Regions from separate parts of the Mus musculus genome. Here regions 2, 3, 4, 5, 6 and 7 are each linked to region 1. Evidence: chromatin contacts called from public promoter capture Hi-C data. All regions are on one chromosome and are shown on one strand. Each heading gives the region's core, a stretch centred on a gene start, on an enhancer-like site or on the middle of the called end of the contact. The rest is flanking DNA. Distances are from core to core; before and after follow the strand shown. Region 1 holds the start of Fstl5 (follistatin-like 5). Region 2 overlaps Rapgef2 (Rap guanine nucleotide exchange factor (GEF) 2). Region 3 has its middle 33 kb from the start of Gm52609. Region 4 has its middle 15 kb from the start of Gm23440. Region 5 has its middle 28 kb from the start of Gm38542. Region 6 has its middle 33 kb from the start of Gm36341. Region 7 has its middle 91 kb from the start of Gm36341.

The links. Promoter capture Hi-C pulls out the DNA fragments that hold promoters and counts their contacts.
Region 2: a promoter capture Hi-C map of pre-B cells shows a contact between it and region 1, with 6 times the contacts expected there. The contact joins the enhancer-like site here to the promoter of Fstl5 in region 1. A contact is called at or near these places in 3 of 39 promoter capture datasets (the 3T3-L1 cell line, hippocampal neurons and pre-B cells), 1 of 484 Hi-C or Micro-C datasets (cortical neurons) and 1 of 115 datasets of contacts at active chromatin or transcription factors (astrocytes).
Region 3: a promoter capture Hi-C map of hippocampal neurons shows a contact between it and region 1, with 6 times the contacts expected there. The contact joins the enhancer-like site here to the promoter of Fstl5 in region 1. A contact is called at or near these places in 5 of 39 promoter capture datasets (cranial neural crest, embryonic stem cells, hippocampal neurons and 2 more) and 1 of 115 datasets of contacts at active chromatin or transcription factors (astrocytes).
Region 4: a contact with region 1 is called in a promoter capture Hi-C map of pre-B cells. The contact joins the enhancer-like site here to the promoter of Fstl5 in region 1. A contact is called at or near these places in 7 of 39 promoter capture datasets (the 3T3-L1 cell line, cranial neural crest, embryonic stem cells and 4 more), 1 of 15 datasets of contacts at CTCF or cohesin (large pre-B cells), 1 of 484 Hi-C or Micro-C datasets (pro-B cells) and 1 of 115 datasets of contacts at active chromatin or transcription factors (astrocytes).
Region 5: a promoter capture Hi-C map of hippocampal neurons shows a contact between it and region 1, with 28 times the contacts expected there. The contact joins the enhancer-like site here to the promoter of Fstl5 in region 1. A contact is called at or near these places in 17 of 39 promoter capture datasets (the 3T3-L1 cell line, the C10 cell line, the HPC-7 cell line and 10 more), 2 of 15 datasets of contacts at CTCF or cohesin (embryonic stem cells and pro-B cells), 95 of 484 Hi-C or Micro-C datasets (the AML12 cell line, the Ba/F3 cell line, the C10 cell line and 60 more), 10 of 115 datasets of contacts at active chromatin or transcription factors (SST interneurons, VIP interneurons, astrocytes and 6 more) and 2 of 9 other capture datasets (liver and pancreatic islet).
Region 6: a contact with region 1 is called in a promoter capture Hi-C map of second pharyngeal arch cranial neural crest. The contact joins the enhancer-like site here to the promoter of Fstl5 in region 1. A contact is called at or near these places in 11 of 39 promoter capture datasets (the 3T3-L1 cell line, HPC-7-derived erythroid cells, cranial neural crest and 7 more), 1 of 115 datasets of contacts at active chromatin or transcription factors (astrocytes) and 1 of 9 other capture datasets (liver).
Region 7: a promoter capture Hi-C map of second pharyngeal arch cranial neural crest shows a contact between it and region 1. The contact joins the enhancer-like site here to the promoter of Fstl5 in region 1. A contact is called at or near these places in 10 of 39 promoter capture datasets (the 3T3-L1 cell line, cranial neural crest, frontonasal cranial neural crest and 6 more), 1 of 115 datasets of contacts at active chromatin or transcription factors (astrocytes) and 2 of 9 other capture datasets (adipose tissue and liver).

The regions. Positions count from the first base shown.
Region 1 is chr3:76,072,399-76,076,292 of GRCm38.p6, forward strand. It overlaps Fstl5 (follistatin-like 5), which reads left to right and starts at 2,163. Exons shown (of 16, transcript NM_178673.4): 1 at 2,163-2,576.
Region 2 is chr3:79,069,682-79,073,575 of GRCm38.p6, forward strand. It overlaps Rapgef2 (Rap guanine nucleotide exchange factor (GEF) 2), which reads right to left. Exons shown (of 24, transcript NM_001310536.2): 21 at 309-534. Among named protein-coding and RNA genes, the nearest start is that of Gm52609, 15 kb to the left of the region's middle. Within about 2 kb of position 2,195, at least 59 of the 459 cell types and tissues checked have an H3K27ac peak or open chromatin away from gene starts, as enhancers often do. A contact at or near this core is called in pre-B cells, where this site is marked.
Region 3 is chr3:79,022,043-79,025,936 of GRCm38.p6, forward strand. No RefSeq gene overlaps it. Among named protein-coding and RNA genes, the nearest start is that of Gm52609, 33 kb to the right of the region's middle. Within about 2 kb of position 1,824, at least 37 of the 459 cell types and tissues checked have an H3K27ac peak or open chromatin away from gene starts, as enhancers often do. A contact at or near this core is called in hippocampal neurons, where this site is marked.
Region 4 is chr3:78,962,531-78,966,424 of GRCm38.p6, forward strand. It overlaps the pseudogene Gm9762. Among named protein-coding and RNA genes, the nearest start is that of Gm23440, 15 kb to the right of the region's middle. Within about 2 kb of position 2,066, at least 33 of the 459 cell types and tissues checked have an H3K27ac peak or open chromatin away from gene starts, as enhancers often do. A contact at or near this core is called in pre-B cells and pro-B cells, where this site is marked.
Region 5 is chr3:78,906,847-78,910,740 of GRCm38.p6, forward strand. No RefSeq gene overlaps it. Among named protein-coding and RNA genes, the nearest start is that of Gm38542, 28 kb to the right of the region's middle. Within about 2 kb of position 1,830, at least 21 of the 459 cell types and tissues checked have an H3K27ac peak or open chromatin away from gene starts, as enhancers often do. A contact at or near this core is called in SST interneurons, VIP interneurons, brain and 2 more, where this site is marked.
Region 6 is chr3:78,823,727-78,827,620 of GRCm38.p6, forward strand. No RefSeq gene overlaps it. Among named protein-coding and RNA genes, the nearest start is that of Gm36341, 33 kb to the left of the region's middle. Within about 2 kb of position 1,990, at least 4 of the 459 cell types and tissues checked have an H3K27ac peak or open chromatin away from gene starts, as enhancers often do. A contact at or near this core is called in second pharyngeal arch cranial neural crest, where this site is marked.
Region 7 is chr3:78,699,265-78,703,158 of GRCm38.p6, forward strand. No RefSeq gene overlaps it. Among named protein-coding and RNA genes, the nearest start is that of Gm36341, 91 kb to the right of the region's middle. Within about 2 kb of position 1,812, at least 1 of the 459 cell types and tissues checked has an H3K27ac peak or open chromatin away from gene starts, as enhancers often do. A contact at or near this core is called in second pharyngeal arch cranial neural crest, where this site is marked.

The DNA.
Region 1 (3,894 bases), core at 913-3,412:
AAACACCGCCCCCTTCCCCCGCCCCCCCCTCCGCCCCCTCCCCTACCCCCCTCCGCCCCCTCCCCCTCCCCCTCCCCCGCCCCCCTCCGCCCCCTCCCCCGCCCCCTCCCCCTCCCCCGCCCCCCAACCCTGGCTACTCCAGTGGAGGATGCATTAGAGCCCATGATGCCTGTTTGGTGTATGTGTTTCTGGGCATGTCTGTCAGAATTGCTCTACTTCCTATTGCTCTTTCTCTCATTTCTCTCTCCTTTGCTCTCTTCTGTTCTTTTTAGAGATGATGAGAAAACAATTAGCATCCCACCTTTGTATTTGGAAGCTTCCCAGTCCACCCTTTTTAGACTTTGAATAATTGTATGATTGCCTCATTTGGATTCCTACCCTTAATGTCTTATTACTGGAGTGAACTGAAAATTAACGCTGATTAAATAATTGCCATAGGTTTTCTTGCATTCTTACAAGACTATATAAAAATGTCTTATGTATTTCTGCAGTAAACTATCAAATCTTCTCTGACGGCATAGCATGAGGACATCAAAGCAATGCCTGGGTTATTTCTCTTTCCACCGCCAGCCTAAGGGCAGGCTATTCAACTGGCTTTGTTGTAATTGTAATTGACAATACCCACCTGCTCCCATGAATTACCTTTCATTTCCTGCCATGGTTTCTAAAACTGTCATTAAAAGTGCACCAGGAACAGAAACAATAAATCTACGCGCACGCGCATGTGTGTCCACATAATGAGCAGCTCAAAATAACATTTGCCATTTATATATTAACATAAAGTTGGTAGTCGCCAGAGGAGACCAAAGCATGGCAGATTGCTCTGCATCTGAGAATTATTGTCTTTGTTTGTTAAAGATGCTTTCCCAGGAAACCCAAGTTGATCATCTAATTAACGTTGCTGGGAACACAGGAGTGGTCCCAGTGAGAAGTTTGCTTAGATTCCTGGAAAACGATGAAGAACTCGTGTAATCCTGTGGAAAATAGCACATTTAATAGTAGGTGTTTTTTAAAAAAAATGATACACATTTTATGAAAAAGCTTTATGTAATTAAAAATCGTGGGCTTAGTTTTATATACTACTTTCTGTTCAATTAACACTAGGTGTAGGAAGTTTGTGTGGAAGGTATGGGGCTGTACCTGGAGTGGTTTTTTTGTTTGTTTTTGGTGGGTTGTTTTTTGTTTTTGTTTTTGTTTTTTTTTGTTTTTGTTTTTTTTGGTTTTTGTTTCCTTCACAAGTCAGAGATCACTGTGGATGTGACCTGTCTGGGCCTCTTCCTTTGTCAAAGTCCTTTTTGTAGCATCCTGGGACAAGGAAGATCATACACACTGAGAGAACTGCTAAAAGCTGTGACACTGCTTCCAGCCTGTTCCATCTTTCATAGAACAAGTGATGTATCGGACATAATAAAAACTGTACAAGCTTCTTGGTTTGGCGATGAGAGTTGAAGCTGAGAACTTTCAAACAAAGCATTATTAATATGAGCTTCTAAAATCCTGCCATCTCCAATTCTATGAAGCTTATCATAAACTAAACAGTCACATGGCAAAAAAAAAAAAAAAAAAATCCTGTTTCGGAGAGGTGGCAAGCATTACAAGCTTTCAAATACCCTTCCTGCGCTCAGATATTTTTAATTCTTTTCCAGTCAAGTTTCTGCAGCAGGGCCTCACTCCAAGAGCCCCATATAGGAGCAGAAGTCTGAATCAGGTACCCACCCACAACCAAATGAGAGAGAAAGTTTGGTCTGGAAGATTAAAGGGTCTGATGCATGAGACAGGACTGGATGACTTCTTGGTGCGCAGTTCTTTACCTCACAGTCCCATACTAGGAAGCCTGGTCTCCCTAGCGGGCTGTGAGGTCGCAGAGTCCCGGGATCCGCGGTCCCAGCGAAGGAGGAGGCGCAGACACCGCCGCAGCCTTTATAGTTTCTGCTGGGCTCCGCGAATGGAGCATAAAGTCCGACCAATGCCCAAATGCTGATTTTAATCTTGAGTCTGGTCCTCTGGATTGCGGTAGCTGAACCCATCAGAAGCCCAGCCAAGGGGCCGCCCCTCACCTCCTGGAGAGTTAATATGCAAAACAGTTACGTCAGATGTGGGGGCGGGGCACACCGGGGTTGACGGGCAGCCTGGCTTTTGCGGAGGGAGGAGGCGCGAGAATCATCCTGGTTCAGTGACTGAGACAAACTGGACGTGAGCGGAGCTGGTGCTGTCCACAGAGTGTCGGTGCTGAACCCCGGGTGTAAGGGATCGCCTGCTTGGGCACCTGGAGGCAACGCCCACTGGAACCCTATGTGCCCAGTGGGACCCGCTTCACCACAGGACCCAATTTAACTTGACAAAGGAGTGCGACTCGGACGTGGGAGAGACTCCTATGTTTGCAATCTGGGCGCCCACTCAGGCGTGACTTTGGAGATTCTGTAGTTCTAACTCAAAGTATTTGGATTTTTTTTCCAACCTAAGAGGATCTTTTCATCGTTATTATTTTTCTTTTTTCTTTTTTACACTGTGACTCATATTTTCACATCATTTAGAAATCTTTTTGGAGGACTTTTTTGTTTTTTACTTCAAATAAGGTAAGAATAGAATATTGTTATAAATGATTGCAAGTGGGTGAGAAATGCAGGCAGCCGTGAAAAAATTTAAAAATAAGTTATTTTTATTTCTATAATTTGAGACAGGACTTTGGAAATAATTATAAAAATTAATAATTTGATACAATAGAGATGCTCTTCTAATAATACTGAAGACCACGATTATTAAAGTGTTAAGGAAGTTGAGAGCTGTCTGTTTTTGTGAACTTAATGTCATGATACATCTTGCTTTATCAGTGTAAATATTTTAGATGAATACTTGTAGTGTGGCTTGGGTTTGTAACTGTTCAATATCAAGCCCACAAATATGTGTATGGATGTGATAAAAATTTCCAAGTTCTTTAAAATGCATTTAATTTAAAAGCATATTTGAATGACCTACTGTTTGCATAATAAATAATATTTTGTGTGTCTGAAACATGAATTGCAAAGTGCTGAGCTTGTTAACATGGTTTGGAGGGGAGACGGAAGGGATAGGGCTATTTCTGCCAGGCTGGCTTCATTTACATATGTTGTTGTGCAGCGGGTGCAAATAAAACTAGTGAAACTCAGTCTGTGAGGATTTCACACCCAAGGTCCTGTGAATTTCCAAGTTGGGGACTGCTTGTTCTGCTATTTCCTAGTAGATGTCATCTCTCCCCAGCCCGTCAGGTCAGAGGTGAATGCAAATGAGATACTCTGATTTAATAATATAGTATCAGCTTACATTATAGTGTTGACTGCTTAGGTGATTGAGTGAGGCAGGTAAGCTTGGGTTGAGAAGATGTCTTGCTATTTCATCAACCTTTAACCTCTTGCATGCTTAACAGAGAACGTTTTTGACTTAAAAGGTTTCACGTGAAGCTATGTTCCTTTTGTCATTTGGCAGTGTGATCTGAGTGTGTTTTGAAAGGAGAACTTGGTATGGATAAACACCATACAAGACTGCTCATAGTGAGCAAACACTAAATGGTGGAAGTTACTTGGTGTTCCCATAGATAGTGCTATTGTTCACACATGTATTAAACAGATGAGATATGTCTGGGAAATGGTGTGATTCTCCATTCATGGCATTCAGTGACATTAGATGGAGGAGAAAGAGTGCCTAGAAAAAGTCAAAGCTTGTTTCATTACAATTCTTGTGTTAATCGGAATAGGTGAGCTGTAGTGCTGCTTCCTACTTGACTGTCTGAACTCACCAAGCTGTGCACATCATCAAGGTGTAGTAAGTTAAGTTCATGTGTGTTGGATGTTAAAATGTCTTAGGCATTTGCACAATAGTTACATTAGAGTTACTGGGATGAAGTTTAGGTGCATATGG
Region 2 (3,894 bases), core at 945-3,444, 3.0 Mb after region 1:
GATCTGCCATATTGCTCATTCATCTTACAAAGCAAACATGGGGAGGGAAGGACAGCCTGCTACAAAGAAGGGGCACTTACACTTTCCTTACAAGGTTCAGGGTGGCAGAATATACTCTGGTTACCCATGGAAGGCAGATCAGACAGAGACTGGACTGTGTCTACTACTGCTGCAGTCTTCCTCCAGAAGAAGGAAGGCCACAAGGAGTAAACACATTACAAAAGCAGACTGCACAACAAAAATAGCACGGCACTTACTCACAGACCCACAGAGAGAGACAGGAAAGATCGCAAGGAACAGACGCTTACCCTAAGCTGTATTGATCAGGCTCCATCAGGGTCCGCCGCTCCATCCTGCCCACACCTAGGTTGCTCTCCACAATGCTGACAGAATGCCTCTGGCGCCGTTCATCATGCAGAGAGACTGGCACCGAGTCAAAAGAAGAATTGCTGACAATACTGGATCGTGAAGAAATCTCACTGTGACCTGAATCTGAGAAATTATCCACGGTGCCACTGAGAGCCAGTGCATAACCTGAGTGAGAAAGGTAAATGTAGTAGTTAGATATTTTAAGCTTCAAAAACTAAACAGGTCCACCAAATGGGCAAAAACTGTAAGTTGACAATGAAATGGGGGTTTATTCAAGAAGGTATAAATACCTGAAGACTAAGAGATTCAAATTTTACTCTAATAAAGTGTAAGTTACTTATTCAATGGTGAGAAAAGTATCTATTGTTACGCACTCTTGGTAAAGATGAAGAAACTATGACGTGTCTCAACTACTCTTGCTTCCTTAGCTACAAACACACTGCTTAGTAAAGACTCAGCTGAGAACAGCTCAATGACTGAGCACTTGTCTGGCTTGTCTGAGGCATCAATTGCAATCTTAGCAGAGTAAGACAACACAAACAAAACTGGAAGCAAAACCTCCCACAACCAAACTCCATCAAGAAGAACCCATCAGTTTTAGAAGTATGGACCCAACTCTCAAACTGCTGACAGCAAGTGTCTTATTTTCTTTTTTTATTTTTCAAGATAGGGTTTCTCTGTATAGCCCTGGCTGTTCTAGAACTGGCTCTGTAGACCATTGGACTCAGATCCACCTGCCTCTGCCTCCCTAGTGCTGGGATTAAAGGTGTGCGCCACTGTGCCTGTCTGAGTGTCTTACTTTCAACAGATGTCAACAGATGTTTTGACTTTTCGAGAATGTCACCAAAGTCCACTAGGAAGTAGCCACACATTCTTTAGAGTTTAAGTGGAGACACGAATACAAGGATAAGACACGAAGAAGGTACTTTTGGATTCCTGTCATCTATTTTCTCAACATTAATATTGTATTAGCTGAATGACCTACAAGATAGCTGTTTTGAAGGATGTAGCATGCATTTCCTCAGCCCTGCTCTGGCTCAATACATGTTCATTTCCTGTCCTGAGAGGCTTCTTTGAAAGTCACAAGGTTCAGGGGGAGGGGGAACTTGCTGTGACAATTTTATATATTTAAATGAAAAATCCCTCAATCTTTCTTAGCACTCAATTTTTAAATTTCCATCATAATATAAGGCTGATAAACAGACATAATCACGTACAATGTAAATTTCTCCTTTTAGCCCAGGTTGGGGTCTACTAATCTTTCTGTTGCAGCTACCTCAATGCTGGGGTTAGGGTTGCACTACCTCACCTATTATAGTGTAATTTTCCCAAAGCCACTTACAAAACAAAAACAACAACAACAAAACTGGAGAGCACCTGAAGGTTAAATTCTGTCCCGTCAGTCCACACGGACCCTGATCTATATTTATTTCAAAGGCTAAGCAGGTCTTGATAAGGTTTAACATGGTTATTTATGGTCTGTCTTTTTATAAATCACACTGCAAGTTCCAACAGGCAATCTCTCCTCACAAAGTTTGCCCCATGCCTGATGCCTGGAAGGGTTCTCCCATTTTCTTAGCTAACAAGTCAACTAGCTTTCCCAGCAGGCTTGGTTCTATAAGCCCCACCCATCCTAGAACTTCTGGGAACACTGTTATTCTTGCTCCTGTTCTCAGTTCAAACAGAAAACTGCCAGGAGCCAGCAGACCTTAGCTGACTTCCACTGCAAGAGGAACGAAAAGAACTCCCGCGCACTCAGTGAGCTCTGGAGCCGCTGCACACAGACATACAGGAAGCTATGGTTAGACTGACTCCGCTCTGCTGCTAAACTCTGTCAGGAAAACAATCTCCTTTACTACTGCTGGACCACACATGCAATCGAAAGGCCAGGGGAGGGACGGGGGAGGGAGGGGGGAGGGAGGGGGAGGGAGGGGGGAGGGAGGGAGGGGCAACACTGGAAACTGTGGAAAGAAATTACCAGCTACTTTAATCTGAAAGAATATCAACCTAAGAACAGATGCAGTCTCTTGAAAACAAGAAAGACAGTCAAGACTCGTATTTGTATCATGAAAAATAAGGAACATTAATTGTTCACATTTACAAGGCTTCTTTTATATATTACTGTGGCATAAATTTCTATTTAAGTAGAAAAAAATATAAAAACAATTCTCCCTACACTTACAATCAGTAAAAAAGGGGGGGTGTACATATATGGCAGGCAGGTGGTGGACACTGGGGAAATTGCAGTCAGGCTGTATATAAGAAAATAAATGAATGAATGAATGAATGAATGAATGAAACCTATTTTTAAAAGTTTGCCAGCAATGGTGGCACATGACTGTTAATCTAGGACTCAGGAGGCAGAGACAGGGGGATTGCTGCAAGTCTGGGGCCAGACTGTTCTATATACATGGTTAGTTCTGGACCAGGCGGAGCTCATAAGATTTTTTTTTCTTTTTAAATAAAAAAAAAAAAAACAAAAAACACAAAATATTTCCTACTCAAAAACCAAAGTTTTAAAAAGTTATATAAGTAAATGCTGTCTATATCTAAAAGAACTATCAGGGAGAGGGCTGAACTCAGTTAACTCAAGAGTATAGTGTGGCACAGTGAAGCCTGGACAGTTAACCAGAAAGGATGTCTGTGAGGAGTCAGAAACTGAGGGAGAACACCACTGACTGTGTGCCCACCTGTGCTGCCGCCTGCTCAAGCATCAACCAGAGTCAGCAGAACAAGGACCAAAGTGTGGCAAAGGACACCAGAAGACAGACTATGGGGACAACAGAAGTATGAAAAGGGACTTAGAAGCTGAGGCATCTTAGCACCCCATGCCAGCTACTGCTCAGAGCACTATCACAGCTGATCTTAAACTGTATTTTGGAGTCATGGTGACACCCATATCACAGTATTGCATAAAAAGACATGAAGATCAATGGAACAAAGGGGGGGGGTGCAGAAACAAACCTGAGTTTTGACAAAAGTGTTTAAAACATATGCCAGGGATGTGAAGGACAAAACAGACATTTTGGTGTCTCCATTTACAGAGAATGAAATTAGGTCCCCATCTCTCATCCTATGCAAAGGTATATCCCAAGTACATCAAAAACCTCAATTTAATTCCTAAAGTAATTAAACTGCTTGAGGAAACTAATTCAAGATATAGGTCCAGGCTAGTATTCAAATAGCACCCGAAACAGTTCCAAGAACTGACAAACGGGATTATCAACTTCCCATAACAATAAAAACTAGCCACTGAGTGAACACAGCCAACAGAATGGGAGACAACCTCTGCCAATTCTATCTCAGACAAGTGTTGATATCTAGACTACATATAAAACTGGAAAAATGAAGCACCTCAAACCACAATGGCCACCAATAAACAAGCCATTCGGCTGAAAAAAAAAGTCCTCAAAAGGAAGAAACACACAGACCAAGTAACAAGTTTAAATTCCAGCATTCTTAGCCATCAGGGAGATACCGAGGCACCACTGTCAGAACGTCATTGAGAAAACCAGTGAGAACAAA
Region 3 (3,894 bases), core at 574-3,073, 2.9 Mb after region 1:
CTGCTAATGGCCCATTATCTGTCCATGACTGAATTACTTGAGTGCACATGTAAATACTAAGCAGTGCCGTGTACATTGGCTAGCCATAGTTTATTAAACCTGGGAATGGAATTCCTGTTAGCAACCAAGGAGCCATAGAGAATGGGCAGTCAGATGGAGTTTGAGTTCCAAGGTGTCTCCTAAGTTGAGTAAATGAACCTGGGTATTTTGTTGTTGTTATTGTTGGGTTTGGGGTTTTATTTCGTCTTGTTTTGGTTTTGTTTATGTATTTGCCTAGATGTGGTCTTTAAAGCCCTGGAGCTACGTGAGCTTATGTAGGAGAAACTTGTGTAGTGTGGGAAGTCTGCAGCCCATGAGTCCTCTAACATTTAGAGGTGACAAACAGGGGAAGAGTTGTCCCAAAGAGGCTGAGAGAGAGTCACCCCAGAGAGGAAAAGCAAACTGGGGAAACAGAGCCCAGGAAAACCAAGCATTGGTGTCTAAAGTAAAAGCAAGCAGGCAGATCAGACGTTGATAAAAGCTCAAAGGAGAAGCAGACATTAGAAGGAGATGTGTCAATATCTCTGAGGGTGCTGGCAGCAGCTGTGCGCCACTGAGTTTGGATCGAAGCCTTTGGAGAGAGGCTGTGCCTGCGACCTCTGTGAACACTGATGTGCAAGCCTTCAAGGGCATCCTGCAACACTCTGATTCCTGTTGGCCTAGGTTTCAGAACACCCACCCACCGCCCTTAGTCTCGTGTCCTCATGTCAATGAGCCCTTGAGCCCATCTTGGGTCTGTGACGCAGTCTCTCATGTGAGGAGTGCCACACAGCATAGCACAATCTCTCAGTGGTCGCAGAGGGTGTAGACTGAGGGGGTTTATTTTGGTGGTATCCTACAGGGACAAGGATAAGCAGTTCTAATTAGAGCCTCCTTTGGGAACTATGTTAGCTCATTATAGTGAGTGAAAAGGGAAGGGGGAGCAGCTTGTGAGAGGCCTGAGAAGGTTGTTGTGCTGGCTTGAGTCTCCCTGAGAGTGGAAATTGGACTAAGAAGAGGGGTGTGTATACTGTCCACAGCCATAGCTCGGCCTTGCTGTGAGCTGTAAAGAGTAAATAAATATAGAGGAAAACCAGCCTGTTACTTGGAACAAACCAGGATTTCATGCAGAACGGTGATAACGGTGTCAATCCTTAGCGAACCAATCCAAAGAGAGGAGACAAATGCAAAAGAGTGAAGAATCAGAAAACGTGGCTAGGAAAGACAGGAGGATGGGATATCGCTAAGAGGGTGAAGTAAGACAGGAAGGGGTCATGTGTAGGACCTAAAAATACTGGTGACATACACCTCTAGATCCAAGGACTTTATCTCTATGGCTTACAGGCCAGACCTCTGTCTCCAGTGTTGTCTCTGTGTGCTGAATCATGGAGGGTATGAACAGCTCATCGCACGAGTGCTTGGACTAAATCTGCTTCCCAGAATGCTCTGCCTGAGGAGCAGGGCTGGCTGGTACCTCTTCATGGCCTATCCTGAGTGATCACTCGCCTGCCTCAGAAATGCTCTCAGAGGGTGAACAGTAGCAACGTCAATGCATCCAAATGCAGATCTTTACTCCAGCCTGTTTGTCAAGCGGCTAGGGAGTAGAAATTTGCAGCCAGTGTCCATCAGGAGCCCTTGTGGGGTGCGCGATCGCCACGGTTGGGGAAAAGGAGGCTAGTGGTCCATATGAACCACCCCAGGAAGGTTCTGCCCGCACCGAAGTCTACAGGGTGAACTTGACTGTGATTTGGAAGGGCTGTTTAGCTCTCGACAGCATCTCTGCAGGAAATATTATCTCCATCTGCAAAGACTGAAAAAAGCCTGGGAGAGGCTGCACTAGTCAGTCTAATTTTAGAACTGCATTCTACACAGTTCAGAGGGAAAAATTGACACTTGCTAAATTAATTCAAATTGGTTTGACTGCAAACAGAATTTAATTCCCACAGGGAATCAGGCAATTCCATCTCCGGCAGAAAGGAAAATCTAAGTCGGCCTGAGATTAAGCCCTTGAAGTCACAGCCATCTGCCTTGTCTCCAACCTCAGGATGTCATGTCACAGCAAGCTTGTCCCCTATGGCAAAACAGCCCCCATGAAGCTCAAGGGTAGGATATCCAGCACCGAGCTCCAGGCATGGAAGTCACCCTGCACTGCCAATCCCTTCCTTCCACTAAGGGCAGGCCTTTAAAAGTGGGAAAATGTCCCAGTAGGCTGGCTCTCTTGCTAGTTTTGAGTAATGTCAGTTCTCCTTTGCTCCTTGTGGCTCTAAACTTAGCCTGCATGAGTGCCACCAGCTGGAAGGGCTTGGGCTTTGCATATCTCTGCAACAGTAACACACTTCGGTCTTTGTGTTGCTATATGAGTTAAAACATTCAAAGCATCTAAGTGACTTTCCCTTCTCAGCTGAGCACCTGATTAAAAACCACCACCCCCCCCCATGTGAGTTATGTCTATGTGTGTGTGTGTGCATGCATGTGTGTGTGTGCTATGTCTGTCTGTGTAGATACGTGTGTGCATATTCATGTGAATACAAGTAGATATGTACCATATGTGTAGGTTAGAAGACCACCTCATGCCTTGGTCCTTGCATGACACCTTGTTCAAGATAGGGTCTCTCTTTGTTGTTGCCTTTGTGTTCCCAGGTACCTGCCTGTCATTGGATGCTCCTAGCTTTACCTCCCAACTCACTTTTGCAGCATCAGGATTTCAGACATTTACTCTTATGCCTGGCTTTTACCTACATTCTGGAGATACAAAGTCAGTCCTTCACACTTACAGGGACAGTGCTTTACCCACTGAGCCATGTCCGGGGCCACAAACTGATTGTTTTTAAAGAGAAATATTTGATAGCTGCTACTATAATTCAGATCTTGATTATTCCCCCAAATTGGTAGCACATGTCTCAAATCTCAGCCTTTGGGTGGCTGCGCAGACAGACTACTATAAGTTAGTGGCCAGCCTAGGCTACATAGCAAAAGCCTGTCTTAAAGCAAGAGAATAAGAAAATTATTAAGCCCTGCATTTGAAGTCTTGGTCCCCAGCCTGCAGCTATATTTGGAGGCTATGGAACCTTTAGGAGATCAAACCTAAGAAGAGGGAGTTAGGCCATTGGGAGTGGAACCTTGCAAGGGATGTTGGACCCTTACCTTCCCATTTGCCATGGATGCATGCCTCAGATCCCCTTGAATTGGACTTGGGAATATTTGTGAGCTACTGTGGAGGTTCTGGGAATTGAACCTGGGTCCTCTGCTAAGTACTCTTTAGCATCAAGTCATCTCTCCTGCCCCAGCTTCTAGTTTTACATGTAAATTCCTCTTTCCTGAACTACCACCTCCCTTCACGTTTCTCCATGACTCACACCCTCCAGTCGCTCAGTCCTACATTTACTGCCATCTTATCACCCTGCTCCCTTGAAGACTTCTAAATCAGAGGAAGGGAAGCCTGCAGTGATGCTAGAAAGTTAAAATCATATTCCCGCACCCCACCCCCATTGTTTACTCCATGAGGAAATAACAGGCCACCTCAGCAGCTCCCCTGAGGGTTAGCATGTGCCCTGGTGGCTCACAGCATGAGGGCTTAAAAATGAGAATTTTGTCCAAATTAACCCAAGAATTTTGAGCAGAGGCTAATTTCCTACCAGCCACGCCATCATCATCTCTCCAGAAGTGCTTGGATTCAAGAGAGACCTTCCCACTTGTGGCTAACAGAAGTCCTGTCTGTGTTCTGAGCTGCACGGTTCAGTTCAGGTTACTTTAACATAATGTCAAGTAGCCAAGATAGAATTCAGCCTGTAAGGTAAGCTGAGCTGAGAGTGTCTTCTCCCTCCCTTGTGGAAAGGTTTCAGAAGAATGCCCAGACCTCAAAAAGGTACAGCCGAA
Region 4 (3,894 bases), core at 816-3,315, 2.9 Mb after region 1:
TAACTGCAAAGAAGTAGATTCTGCCAACTCTTGAAATAAGCCAGGAAACAGACACTTCATAGCTGAACCTCACAAAGAGAACCCAAAAAGAGAAGCTTCCTCCCTTCCGACCCCAACCCCACTACCTGTTCACCCCAAGCTGAGAACACCACAGCTGGCGTGTGCCCGGGTCTGTGACCCCTAGAAACGGAAGTATTAATATGTGTATTATTAAAACTGTGGCATTAATGAGTCACTCTGAGGTAAAACTGAGTCAAGTACGGCCTGAGCTTCATAGCAAAGTCCTGTCTCTAGAAAACAACAACTACTGACAGCCACAGTAGTTCCTGTGTGGCCATTTGTTACAGCGACCACAGTAAGCTTTACGTTATTCAGGAATGTAACCTAGAGGCCGAGGGAGAAACCATGTGCGCCTTGTCTGCCTGGAAAATTTGAGATTATGCTGTGTGAGCAAGATTACGGAAAACAGGCATCCTCACACATTACAAGAGGCAGTTAAGTCAGTGTGATTCCTATGACAGCTAATTTTTAAATATATATATATATCAAGATTTTAAATCACAGCCCTGTCAGCTATCAAGTCTATTTATAACTTATCTGGAGATACATTCACTAGCAAGAATAGGCTAACACGCACGGAAGCATGGTTTGTAACAATAAAAAATTAGTATAATCACTGCATTAATGAGCAGGACCCTGGCTAGGGGAGTGTGATGGCCATTCTTGGTTGTCAAGCTGACTACATGTACAATACATGTGAAAACCAAGTGCCTGGGCACACCTGTGAGGGATTTTTCTTAATTAAATTATTTGAGGTAGGAAGACACCCCTTTAATCCAAAACTGTGAGGTGGGGAGAGCCACCCTTAATTTGGGTCATACCTTCTGCTGGCAGTGTATATAAAGGACATGGAAGAAGGAAGCTTTTGTTCTTGGCCTGTTTGTTCTAGCTGTCAAGCCCATGCCATCACTGGAATTAGAGCTATTTCTTCAAGATCCTGGTATATATGGAAGACTAACTGAAACACCTAGCCTTTTGGACTAAGCAAATACTGAATTCTTCGACTTTCCATTCGTAGAGAGCGGTAGTTGGATTAACTGGAGTCTAGCCTGTAAGCCGCCCTAACAGATGTCTAACAAATTAATATATACATTTATTCTACCATCAGGACTGTTTCTCTAGAGAACCATGACTAATACAGTAAGTTATAGTCTTTGATAAGCTAGATTCTTTGGAGCCATCAAACATGAAAAAGACTTAAGTATTATCTTAAAGATATTCAAGATATTTTTGTAGACAATGAAAATAATGTCTTGTTTATTTTTTTAATCAATGTGATACTAACCTAGACACACCAAGGAAGAGAGCATTACAACAGAGGGCTCTCCTCCATCTAATTGGCCTGTGGAATGTCTCTGGGCATTTTCTTGATTTCTAATTGATGTAGGAGGGCCCAGGCCACTGTGGTCCTTAGATAGGTGGGTGTGAATTGTATTAGAAAGGGAGATGATCACGCCAGTACACCCATCTCTGCTTCAGTTCCTGCCTCCAGGTTCTTCCCTTGAGTCTCTCTCTGCCTTGCATTCTCTGGACGATGGTTTGGTGAAACAAGCCCACTCCTTCCCAAGTTGCTTTCGGACATGGTGTTTATCACAGCAACAGAGACATGGATAGCAAGCTACCATCTGGGGGCAGAAGCTGAAATATTATCACCAGGGAAGGGGAGTGGATGCCATTTAAGATACTAATGAGAGTATCTGGCTCAGAGATAGAGGCGGTATAGATGCATTGTATACCATGCCCCTAGTGAAGACATGAGAGCAAGGAACACCCAAATATTCACCATAAAGTGACACGCTGCAGAAGACAGCCACCACCCTGGGTCGTGGGAACCGCTGCTGAGATTCCCAAGAGATGTCATGAGAAGAGCCTCTGTGGACCCAAGAAGTGAATCGTGAGAAAAAAAAAAAAAAAAAAAAAAAAAAGTCGGTTTTCAGTTTAACCCAAACCGGAGGAAACCAGGGTGAGTTCAGATCTTTCCTCTCTCCCTCTCCTGACCACATCCTTTTGCTCTAGCCAGAAAAGTCTCATAAAATTGATCTGAATTAGAGTTCCCACTACTTATGAGGCTAAGCATTTTAACAGCTGACCAGAAGAAAAAAAAAAAAAAACACATTGCCTGTGTGTGAGAGAACAAGTAAGAACTTTGTCTTAGATTTCATTCTGTGGGTAAACTGCTTCCGCTGAGAAAAACCCCAACTGTGGAGAACAAAGCTAAGTTTAACTTTCTAGGGAAACATGCGAGAAAACTGTAAGGACAATGAAGAAACAGCATTTTGAACATGAGCGAGCAACAGATAAAATTCTTTTTCTACACAATAAACGCTACAATGTCGATTCGAAACTTACTGAGGAAAAAGGAACACTACTTGATGGTTAATACTTGGAAAGTGCCAAGAATAAAATAGTGACAAAGCAATGCCCTCGGGTACCGTGCGAGTAGAAAGAGAAACCCACAGTGACATTCCCTTCACATCACGGGGTTGTGTTTTATTTTGTCCTGACACTCGTTTTACTGTATCTGAGACAGAAAGTTAGGCCTCACACATGCATACTCTATCAAAGAGCTATGCCCTAAGGCCTGTCCCATCATGCTTTGCTGGGTTTGCCCCGCACCGCACCGCACCGCACCGCACTGCATCACCCTGCCTTGCTTCTGATTCAAGATTTCACCATGTAGCCTAGACTGACCTGGAACTCCTACTCTCTTGCCTCAGTCTCCCACGTGCCAGGCCTACTCGCATGTGTCACCATGCTCAACAGCTCTCAGCACCGCGCAGTTCCCATCTCCTGACCCTGTTCCTCCTGTGACACAGGAGAGGCTTCAGACATGAGATAACAGAAAGATCTGATGGCATTTAACTTTCTTTTTTTTTTTTTTTTTTTTTTTTTTTTTTGTAATGACTGTAGTAATCAGTTTATTACACAGATGAATCATTCGTGAACGTACAAGCTCCAGAGGAGCAACAGGGTCTTAAATATACACACAGATTTCCATCAAATACATCTCCACCCTTACATCGAAATAGGCCTAAAGCAGTTAAAAACATAAGAAAAATAAGAGCTATTAGCTATGTATTAACTGAGAAACCACATACAAACCAAAGATTATGGAAAGGGGCTAAAAGGAGGAAGGCTGAAAGGGCAGGGAGATGTGAAGTGTTGGGAACAAAGCCCACCACACTTTATGTACTAACAGCTCCAGTCCATTTAAATGTTGATCCGTTAACCTTAGACCTTAAAGCACAGCATGTAGTTTAATCTGTTTGGTCATAACTTTCACCTAAGTTGTAGGTCCTTCAGGATGAAATGAATATAGAAACAGCTTCACGTTCTTCACCTTGCTTTTTATGACTGTTTGAGATTGGATGGACTCCACTTAAGGACAATCTCCTATGGGTCACTGGAGCTTTTCCTCCCATCCAAGCACACACTGTGTACCTACTACCCCTCACATCTTGCCATTATCCAAAGTTAAGTCAATAAGGAAAGCTTTTAGTCTCACACCTAGGTTATGCCCGGAGAACTGGCTTCTCACACACACACTTCTCTGCTAGGAGGCAATGTTGGTACAGAAGTACAGTATTTCTAGTTTGTTGTTCCAAGTATGTACAACACGCAGCACTGCTGTGTCAGGTAAACATGTGCACAGGGGAAGATGAGGCGTGGGCTCATAGAAAGCAGTCAAATGGAAATCAAAAGTACTTTCTCTCTCTCAGAGTTCCCCTAGCTTTATTTGTAGAGGTTATCCAATAATTTCTTTAATTACATCGCATACTTCTGAGTCCATTCCCGAGCTATTCTGTTGTACTTTTCTCTATCTGTTTTGTAGAT
Region 5 (3,894 bases), core at 580-3,079, 2.8 Mb after region 1:
AGTAACCGAGGGAGAATGAGAACCCCCTGCCCCACCCTGACATTCTCAACACCACCCTGCACCTCAGAGAGCAAAGCCATGTGAGCGTGTTTCTTCCTCTTGTCAAACAAGAGCTCAGTCTATTTAAATGTCCCTCATCACCCCACCCCCACAATCACACACTCTGTAGCCAATACCACATCATGTCTCTAATTTAGATTGTTTATATCCCTGTATCTTTGAAAACCCTCATCAATTTGGTTTTCTTCTCACTTAATTTCTCCTGCTCCGCACATATGGCAAGCTGTGCTTCTTGAAGTATTGTTTTCCCCAGGACACATTTTATTCCCTTAGCTCTTGAATAGTACCAATAGGATTTATTATCAAGCAAGTGCATCTTGGACTCATTCAAGTAGGATTAGAACCAATCCAGCTTAATAGCAAGTCTGTCTCGCAAGGCAGCCCTAGTTTAATAGCAGGAGCTGGGAGACAAAGAGTTCCAGTCCTCGTTTCAGTGCTCCCTGGCTATGTGATCCTGAATCACCGAACATCTCTGAGCCACAGCTGGCTGGCTCAGCAACAGATCAGGATAACAGTAACATATCTCATGGTATAGCCATGGTATACAGAGAACATGTCACAGGTGACGTACTCAACAAGGGGAAGGAAATACTGTTTTAACAGATTCCTTATATGTCATGAATTTCAGTTTCCTGTAAAAGCCAAATTAAAATGTGACCTAAGAGGATCAGCCAGAGTGACAAATGTAAACTGCCTCTTGTTTTGATGACCGCTCTTCAATGGCGATGACTGCGGCAGACTGTTTTATAAGCATTTGTCTCTTCTGACAGGAGCATTCCAGGGACCCTCCACAGCATCACATGAGAAAACTAAGGCCCCTTCTCAATTATCTAAGATGACACATTGTCATAATCTATTCTCAAGACTGTCTCCTTTCTCACCTCACTAGAACGCCATGGTTTTTTGAGTTCCTTAAAGAAATGCCTTTGAAGTGAGAGCTCAGGAAAGTGAGCAGCCAATGTGCTGAATGGATAATAGAGTAACAATGGACAGTTAATTGATATGTACCACGCACCAAGCACTGTTCTCTAGATTTACATATATTAAGTTCTTTAATTAAAAGATCATAGCATCTGCAGTGCTGGTCATAGCTCTGTCCCTGCTGGCAACCACAGTCCGTAGACAGGTGACTACGGAGCATGTGACCTGTGGTTCTCATTCAAGATGAAGATTTGGACCAGAGCCCTAGAACATAAGCATCGATGCCCCTCGCTCTGCGTGGTCTGCCTCCAGCATCTTATCCTGAGGGAAGAGTTCTCTCCCAGGAGATACGTTGTATTTGCAAAGCCACAGGAAAAGGAGTTTACATCTTGGAGAAAGTGAGAGGGAGCAGGTCTGCCTGAGGCCAAATCACCAAAGCAAAAGGCTCAGATTGGTTGTGATACTTCCCAGTGTACCTCCATCTTGGCCCTGCAGACCCATTCCCATCCCTTCAACTGCACCCACATACACACACACACACACACACACACACACACACACACACACACACCAAAGAAATCAATCATGCACACTCTCACATGCACACAGGGAGAGAAGTATGGTTCTGACTCCTTGTGGCATAAATTTTGGATCAGCTTCATTAGGCTAACCATCTGGGTCATTTCAATTCTGTTTCTAGCCCTGACATAATTACAGCCTCAAAATCAGCCATTCTCCACCTCCATCCCTTCCCACCCCAGCTGCACCAGCAGGAAAGTCTGCAGAGAATACAATTCATGCTTAGGGAACATCACATGGTCTCTGTTGCTGAGAGCATAAGAAAGCCTATCCTGCTGAGGACTATGAATCCCTTCAAACTGCATCTCCTTCCTGCCTCCATCTCTGCTGTCTCTGAACTCTCTGTGGTGACTAAGCTCATAATTGGGACAGAATCCAACAGATAAAATATGACTCTGTAATTCCATCTGCATCCATCCAAATTGTACTGGAACGGCTGCTGGGCCTTTGGCCTCCTGCTAACAGCTTACTTTTATTTATGCTGAAGGAAACGATGATGGCTTGGGTTAATATAGTCAATTGCAGGCCCTAATAATTCCCAAGCTTACAAAGGGTAAGTGGCTAATGTATATAGAAATACAGTTATTGGAAGAGACTGTCTATTAAAGTCCTTGAATTGCTGAGTTTTTTTTAACTGTGGGATCTAAATGGTTGCAGGAAATAGAGGGAAAGCCTATGGATTCATCAGCCAATCGATTTACCCCATGTAAAAGTTGTCTTTAAAGACTAAAAAAGAAAAGGCACTAACATTATAAATAAAAAGTCTGTTTTATTGATTTTGTTTGCTGAGCTGATCTCTTAAATATCTCTGCCTCCTCCTTATGTCTAATTTATTTATTCATCGGGCAACATTTATAATGTTTACCACCATCCACTAAAATATGAAACTGTCAGCAAACTAACCACAATCCCTGCCCTCATGGAGCTCATGGCCAACTAGAGGCATGGTGCAGAAAGGTTCTCTATAGCAACCATGCAAAAAGAGAAGTGCAAGGTACCAAGACAGTGCATAGAGCAATGGGGTCATCCCAGTGACTCCTAAAGTGAGTCATCAGAAACACATAAAGAAACACTTACCAAGTTAAAAGTCAGCCCAAGAGTCATGGGTAGGAGGAAGCCTATATTCCAGGCAGGGAAAGTATGAATGAGCAATACCCATGAGGCTGCAGAGATCAAGTCTCCTTCTAAGCAGTAGAGGCACTATTCTACAGCTGAGTTTTGCAGTATAAAGGAGCCAAAAGTGGGAACGTGGCTAGATCAGTAAGGAGCCGACCACAGTCTTTACCCCAAAATTTAAGTCCACTTTCCTAAAGCAAAGAAGGCCCATATATAGGCTTCACTGGTAGAAAAATTATTCTTTGAGCTATGTGAAAGAAGAAAATTGGCTAGCCGGGCGTGGTGGCACACGCCTTTAATCCCAGCACTTGGGAGGCAGAGGCAGGCTGTTTTCTGAGTTCAAGGCCAGCCTGGTCTACAAAGTGAGTTCCAGGACAGCCAGGGCTATACAGAGAAACCCTGTCTCGAAAAACCAAAAAAAAAGAAGAAGAAGAAGGAGGAGGAGGAGGAGGAGGAGGAGGAGGAGGAGAAAGGAGGAGGAGGAGGAAGAGGAAGAAAATTGGATGGACACACATTGAAAGTACCTAGTAAAATCCAAGACAAAGTCTGAGAATTCTTGAAAAATGAAGACTTGGCACATGCAGGTTACTTTTTGCCCTAATGTGCTCAAACAACTCAGTTTCAACAGAATAGTGCTGGAAAATTCTAGGCTGAGTAGTTTTAGTGAGTCTCCCTGTTGGCGACTATGGTGGCCATCTATCTGTCCCTAAGATGCACAGCTACACTAAGGACAAACCACTACCAAGTCATTTGGGAAGTCAGCACAACCTGGAACTTGAACACAATAACTTTTCATGCTTACAAAAACCACTAGCAGCCAACATCGTTAACTGAACCAAGCTCGAGCTTCCAAGGAACATTCCTGAAGAATCCTAACAGACATCGGACAAATTATCTAATGGTCCTACATCCCACAATACAGGGTATTAAGTCTATTCAATGCACACACACACACACACACACACACACACACACAATCTCTTCCACTTCACTAAAATGGACATCTTTCTCAGCTGCCAGCACTTCCTCCTTAAAGGAGAATTCATAGATGGCAATCCAGTTCTTCGTAGGCATCAGCATCTGTGGCTGCAGAGTCTAAGGTGGAGGATAGAAAGAAGGGGCCTTTGTGCAGGCTTTGAACCATGACAAACCTATGGGTGACTTCTCTGCTTCACCTGCTGTCCACATCTGTATGGAATGCCACACAGGGGGTAATTT
Region 6 (3,894 bases), core at 740-3,239, 2.8 Mb after region 1:
CACCCATGGAAGGAGTTACAGAAACAAAGTTTGGAGCTGAGATGAAAGGATGGACCATGTAGAGACTGCCATATCCAGGGATCCACCCCATAATCAGCATCCAAACGCTGACACCATTGCATATACTAGCAAGATTTTATCGAAAGGACCCAGATATAGCTGTCTCTTGTGAGACTATGCCGGGGCCTAGCAAACACAGAAGTGGATGCTCACAGTCAGCTAATGGATGGATCACAGGGCTCCCAATGGAGGAGCTAGAGAAAGTACCCAAGGAGCTAAAGGGATCTTCAACCCTATAGGTGGAACAACATTATGAACTAACCAGTACCCCTGAGCTCTTGACTCTAGCTGCATATGTATCAAAAGATGGCCTAGTCGGCCATCACTGAAAAGAGAGGCCCATTGGACACGCAGACTTTGTGTGCCCCGGTACAGGGGAACGCCAGGGCCAAAGGGGGGGAGTGTGTGGGTAGGGGAGTGGGGGTGGGTGGGTAAGGGGGACTTTTGGTATAGCATTGGAAATGTAAATGAGCTAAATACCTAATAAAAAATGGAAAAAAAAAAAAAAAAAACAATAGGCATGCTGGCACTCATCTGTAATTCCAGCACTCAGGAGGCAGGAATATGACCAAGTTCCAGGCCTGGTGAACTACAAAAAAAAAAAAAAAAAAAAAAAAAAAAAGAATGAATTTATGAAATTCCTAGCCAAATGGATGGACCTGGAGGGCATCATCCTGAGTGAGGTAACACATTCACAAAGAAACTCACACAATATGTATTCACTGATAAGTGGATATTAGCCCCAAACCTAGGATACCCAAGATATAAGATATAATTTGCTAAACACATGAAACTCAAGGAGAATGAAGACTGAAGTGTGGACACTATGCCCCTCCTTAGATTTGGGAACAAAACACCCATGGAAGGAGTTACAGAGACGGAGTTTGGAGCTGAGATGAAAGGATGGACCATGTAGAGACTGCCATAGCCAGGGATCCACCCCATAATCAGCATCCAAACGCTGACACCATTGAATACACTAGCAAGATTTTATTGAAAGGACCCAGATGTAGCTGTCTCTTGTGAGACTATGCCGGGGCCCAGCAAACACAGAAGTGGATGCTCACAGTCAGCTAATGGATGGATCATAGGGCTCCCAATGGAGGAGCTAGAGAAAGTAGCCAAGGAGCTAAAGGGATCTGCAACCCTATAGGTGGAACAACATTATGAGCTAACCAGTACCCCGGAGCTCTTGACTCTAGCTGCATATATATCAAAAGATGGCCTAGTCGGCCATCACTGGAAAGAGAGGCCCATTGGACTTGCAAACTTTATATGCCCCAGTACAGGGGAATACCAGGGCCAAAAAGGGGGAGTGGGTGGGCAGGGGAGTGGGGGTGGGTGGATATGGGGGACTTTTGGTATAGCATTGGAAATGTAAATGAGTTAAATACCTAATAAAAAATGGAAAAAAAAAAAGAAAAAAAAAATTACTCAGTCAATTTTTTCAGTTTCTAAAAATGTGCAGTTGTGTGGTCAGTTAAGAAATCAGAATGCAGAGATTAAGTCCTTACCAAAACTTCCCATTCATATCAGCATCAGGATATAAATGCCCAACTCCCAAACTCTTTCTATCAGAAATTACTACCAGCTAAAATCATGCTTAACAGATAGTGTCTGTAAATGAGTCTGAGCAACCCTTTGTCTCTAAACGCACTGTGGTCGCCAGGCTCTGTTAGAGCAGATAGTGTAGATGCTCTGCACCCAGGAGTCGAAGTATTTGCCTTTATGGAGCTGCAGCAACTGTCAGTGCAGTGAAAATGTCTTTTCTGCTCAGATTCTCTGCATGCCTGTGAAGTATTACAGACCCCTTTCGCTATTTTAATTTTGTTGTAATGACTATTCCTATTCTCATATTTTGTGAGTGTAAAACATTTTGGGATCAGCACTGGAATAGGGTGTCAGGACCCTGGACAGATCCAGAAGGCACCTCTCTGCTTTCTCTGAAAAGGATGTCTGGATGGGTACTGTGAACCTGCAAGCTGCATTAAGCTGCTCTCCCAAACAAAGGAATTTCTCTGTATTCTTCACAGCCTTGACCACAAATACATAATAAATCCAAAAGATCGGTGGGCATTTAAAACAAGAATGTACAGTCACCTGGTTTAATTTTCCTTAAGAAATCAGAAGAGAGGAAACTGAAGGGAGATGTGCTAATTCCAATTGGGCTGAAAAAATTAGAATGCAGAAAAGTTTGAAATGGAAAGTTATGCTTCCCCTAGCAACTATAAGTTGGCATATTCTATATAAGGGCATAAATATAACAGCAAATACAGTCCATAAAATACTATCATGTGTGCATGGAAGGAATAACGAGAGCTGGGAGGATCATAATTTTGACTCTCCTGACTTTTATGAATTTGAATTCTCAGCCACAATGTTGCATTAATACCTACAAGTTTTTAAACCAATCTTGACTTGCTTTTTGCCTCTCTGTGCAACGGTCTGTACTTTCTTAACACTAAGTAGACTCAGCAGTAAACTTTGAACGCTGACCTTCCAAATTTGATTCTTATTCAAGACTTGATCTTCCTAGGGAGAAAAAAAAAAAAATGAAAGGTCTGAGTATTTTATCTTGTACCTTATTAAACCAGGGAAGGGAAGTAGAAGCAAAAACGTTCAACGGTGCCTGATTGCTAAACAGTGGGGAATGCAGAAACTGCTAAATAAAACAAGTCACACGTTGGGCCAGGAAAAAAAAAAAAAAAGCTGAAGCAATCATTTAAAGCTGCACACCGCTGTGTTTTATTTAATGCTGAGGGGTGTTTACAATGCTGTGATTTCCTGAGAAAGGTTAATCCAGATGAGTAAGAGGAGCAGTGTATGAAACTGTTTCCCACCAGCTCTTTGCAGTGAATATTTTAGTAACCATTGCGAATCCATGTCAGCTGGGCAGCCATCAAATGAAACACGAAAGAAAGCAAGTGCCGCCCCGGAGAATGAATTTTGATTTAACATCGAGGCAGAGGCATTTTCAGTGCCCTCTGCCGCGGTGATGATGGGGTAGGAAATAGTTTTCATCACAGCCAAGTGCTTTTTCTGAGCTCCTGCATGCTCAACTCGCTGTCCTATTTGTGAACTTCGGAGGTGGGAGGAGTGAACGACTCTACTTTTCTCCTCCTGCTTTCATTTACTTTCTTTTTTCCCCCTGGAGCAGCAAACTACAGTAGCAATTCTCTCCTTGGAGAATTTTACCTTACATCTGCATCAAGCTATGTCAAAAGCTATTCAATATTCTAAGCAGCTCCACCAGGGCACATGTTTCCGTCTTCTTTCCTTCCCTAGAAAGTATCTTCTGTATTGATCCCTCTAACGCCTTGGAGCCAAATAAAAATAAGAGAAAAGGAATTCTGTGGGGAGAGAAATGCAGATTTCCCGAGCCCCTCTTCTTGCCTACATTCCCTTCCAGAACATCAGAGAAGGCAGAGCCATATTGGAAACTCAATTTCTTTCTTCCTTCCTCTCCAAGGCCATGCTGATAGCAAGCAAACATTTGTGTTCCTGCCTTCAGAACCTCAGGACCAAAGATCAAGTGGAATCCTCTCAACACTTCCTTTCAAAGACCCACTGCCCAGTCCAGGAAGAGGCAGTAGATTCCTCCTGTCATTAGTGTTACTGGTTTCTCTATTTGCAGTTCGGATTTCTTTGGGAGAGTTTTTTCTGCCTAGTTAACATTGTTAGTGAATTTTTTTTTACCTTCTTCCCAACACCCCCTCTCTTTTTTTCTTTTTTCCTTGATGGAACTCAGAGACTGGAGCATGCCAAGCAAGTACTCTGCCACTGAGCTGTATCCTCCTTTTTCCTTTTAAAACAAGAAAGAACAAGGAAAATGTG
Region 7 (3,894 bases), core at 562-3,061, 2.6 Mb after region 1:
CAGATCTTACATTAAGACCTTGGCCCATTTTTTTTTTTCAGAGTGAGAAATAGGAGTCTAGTTTCAATCTTCAACACATGGATACCCAGCTTTTTCTCAGGACCATTAGTTGAAGAAGCTGCCATGCCAATGATCTGTCGATTATATTTGTGTGAATTCATTCTGTTTCGCTGATTTATTTGTCTGTTCTTTGTCAGTCACCCCTTTACTGGATTACTGTGATTTTTCAGCAAGCTTCATAAGCTAAGTAATTTGAATAGTTTCTGCATTGCAAGTTATTTTCTTCACTACTGAAATTACTCTTGGATGTTTTGAGGTTTTGTTTTGTTTTGTTTGTTTGTTGTGTTTTCTTAACATTTAAATATACAGCCCAGCAGTCCTGGAGTATCACAGTAAGTCCTCACACAAATCATTCCACCTTCTAGAAAAGTCATCTTTGAAGCACCATTACTAGGTTCTTGAATAAGAAATTAAAAAAAAAATTAAGTGAGGTAACTAGCAAATGATAGAACTTAATTTCAAACTTATTATGATCCAATTCCAAAATTTATGACTCAAATGTGGTTTCCTTGCTTTGAATATGAGAGCAAATAACAGCGAGAATTTTTGCAGCAGCTTGTCTGCAGTTATGGATAGTAGCTCTAAAAGAATTATTTGGAAGTGGAATAGGACAGCACAAATTTCATGTTGGTTTTTCCTTCTAGCACTTTTCAAAATATATATAATGGGTTTTTTGTTTGTTTGTTTGTTTTAGTTTCTTGTGTAAATCTCATTTTAAAAAACTAAGTTAAATTCAAATATGGTCATTGGTAAACATGATCAGATTACGTTTAAATCAGTAATTGCATGGATATGTTTTCCACCCAGGGACAGTAGAAAAATAACCTGTTCTTTACTCCTCTGTTCAATTATTTGGACAAGAACTAGCTGTGTTGGAGTCCATTTGAACAATAGTCTGTTAAGTTTGCACAGTGTGGAAAATAATTTTCTCCAACAAATTTGGGTCAATAATTTTTCTTACAATTGGATAAAGCAGCATGATAGTCAGGATAAAGAATGAAACCAGCTTGCTCAAGCTTAGTTTTTCAAGCATAATATGATACAATACTGTGCAGGCTAGTTTTATGTCAACTTGATATAAACTAAAATCATCTGAGAGGAGAGAACCTCACCTGAGAAAAATGCCTCCATAAGATTAGACTGTAGGCAAGTCTGTAGAGTATTTTCTCAATTACTGATTGACGGGGGGCAGCCCACTGTGGGTGGTGCCGGGCTTGGACTGGTCATTCTGGGTTTTGTAGACAAACAGACTGAGCAAGCCACAAGGAGCAAGCCAGTAAGTAACCCTCCTCCGTGGCTTCTGCATCAGCTCCCACCTCTAGGTTTGAACACCTGTTTGAATTCCTGTCCTGACTTCCTTCAGTGATGGACTGTTTGTGTACATGGAAGTGTAATGAAAATAAACCCCTTCTTCCCCAAGTTGCTTTTGGTCATGGTGTTTCATCACAGAAATAGTTAACCTTACTAAAACAAATACAATCTGATGTCAATGTGTATTGTATGTGTGAGTGCAAAATCACCAACTCTATCAAATTCTTCTCTCATTCCATTTTTCTTCTTTTGCCTGACAGTGATAAAACTAGCTCCTTCCATTTTAGTAGGGGTCCCTCGGCCTCCCTAATCCACAGTGATTAGGACACAGCATTTCCTACTGTGCTTCATTTACCTGACTCCCTCAAGAGTTACCACAGCCTTTCATTATTAGTTTAAATGTCACAAAAACATAACCCTTCCAGCTTAAACCGCCAAGAGCTATTATTACTCTTTCCCCCAACAAGAGAAACTTGATCTCATGTCCACACTCAGCATATTCTGCAGTACAGCAAGCTTACCATTGAATTTGTAAGTAGATGGATTTAATGCTTTTACTTGGTAAAGAAAGCAACATCTTTACCCAATGTCTTAATAGAAAGCCCGGGAGAAAACAAAGATGTAAAAGAAAAAATGGGAAACATACTTTCACTCTTGAATTTTCTGGAATTTGACATTTAGCTGGAGATGGAGAAAGTGGTAGATGCTAATATACAGCAGATGTTGCTCTGTTATTATTAATTGCCATATATTAAAATGCCAGAGACATTAGATAAGTCAATTGAGTTTGGTAAAAATACATAAAGAATGGTAATAGTCAAACTTTCAAATGAAACCGTATCAAAGCTGATAAAACATTGTTTTATTTACTGCTAATTTTTTAAGTTACGTGTTTTAGTCATAAACACTCAAAAATAGGTAAGTCAAAAGCTCAACAGCATTCTTTACCTCAAAGCTATTTACACTTTTAAAAGATATGATTCTATGGCACTTTAAAATGCACAGGTTATTTCAGATGAAATTATTAATGACTAGAAATAGTAGTTCAAGAATCTGCAGAAGACCTGACTATGAGAAATAACTTAACTGCAAAGGGTCTCAGTATGCAGTCTCTTGACTAGGAAAGTCAAAGTCAAAAATCAGCATTTCTATCTAAAAGGCTTAACTGAGTGATCATAATACAAGCAATAAGCAGTGCTTAGGAAAATGTGGAACATCTTCAGTCACCGTGTAAATGCAAGTTAAAATGCTCTGAGATTCTGTCTCGCTCAAGCTGAATAGCCACCAGCCAGAAAAAAAAGTGACTGGTAAGGATGTGAAAAAAAAATTCTCCATGGCTGGAGGCAAGGGAACTGAGGCAGCCAATGTGGAGAGAAGCTTCAAAAAACTTAAAAACTAACCTACTGTTTAAGCCACTAAAGGATTCTAAGTCAACACACCCCATAGATACCTGTACATCTGCCTTCTCTGCTTCACTATTCACAAGAGCCAGGATGTTGAATGAACCTGACATGATATAGGAAATGCCTGGGTATATTTAGATCTAGCTTCTGCATATAAAAGAAAACATGGAACATTTCTTTCTCCATCCCATTACCTGTTCTTGTTCCCTCTTTCCAAACTCTTTGGTCCATTCCTTGTTCCAAATACTCTCTTCCTTTCATGTCTAGATTCTGCATGAAAGAGGAAACTTGTAATAATAATCTAAGTCTAGCTTATCTTGCTTAATGTAACAATCACCACCTTTGACTCAATTTTATTCTTCCATATCAGTTATTAAAACTCCATTGTGGATGTGTATTATTTTATGTCTGCATTCATTCTTGGTGAATATCTTGGTTGGTTCCCATTGTGATAACCAATTGTGAATGGTGCCATGATAATCATGGGCATGCAAGGGTTCTTCTGGGGTGTTAAATTTGTTTCCAAGAGTGGGGCTGCTGGGTTTTTGGTGGTGGTGGTTTGGAGCTGATGGGTTGAAGTTTTAGTTTATTTTTTAAGGAACATGTATATTAATCTCTATAGTGGCTGCAGTAATTTATTCTCATTGATGATGTATATAGGTCTTCCTTCTTCATAATCTTGACAACCTTTGTTGCTGTTTTATGCCCTGATGGTAGTCACTGTGACTGAAATGGGTGGATTTTTAATGCAGTTTTGATCTATATTTCCAAGATAGTTATGGTAAGAAACAGGTTTTTTTCTTCCATTCTTTGCACCTATTTAGCATTATCTATTCAGTGCATTTATTAATTGGATTGATGCTCCCTTTTCTAGTTCTTTGGATATTCAGATATTAAGTCCCTTTCAGGTATATGTCTGGTGATGATTTTCCTCCATTCTGTGGTTTATCTCTCTGTCAGTTACTTCATTTGTTGTGCTGAGTCCTTTGAGTTTCATGCAATATCATTGGTGGATGCATCCTTGTATTTCTTGAGCTACTGTAGCCTCATTCAGAAAGTCCTTACCTGTGCACACATCTTAAGGTGTTCCCCTACTTTTTACTCTAACAGTATCACCTTC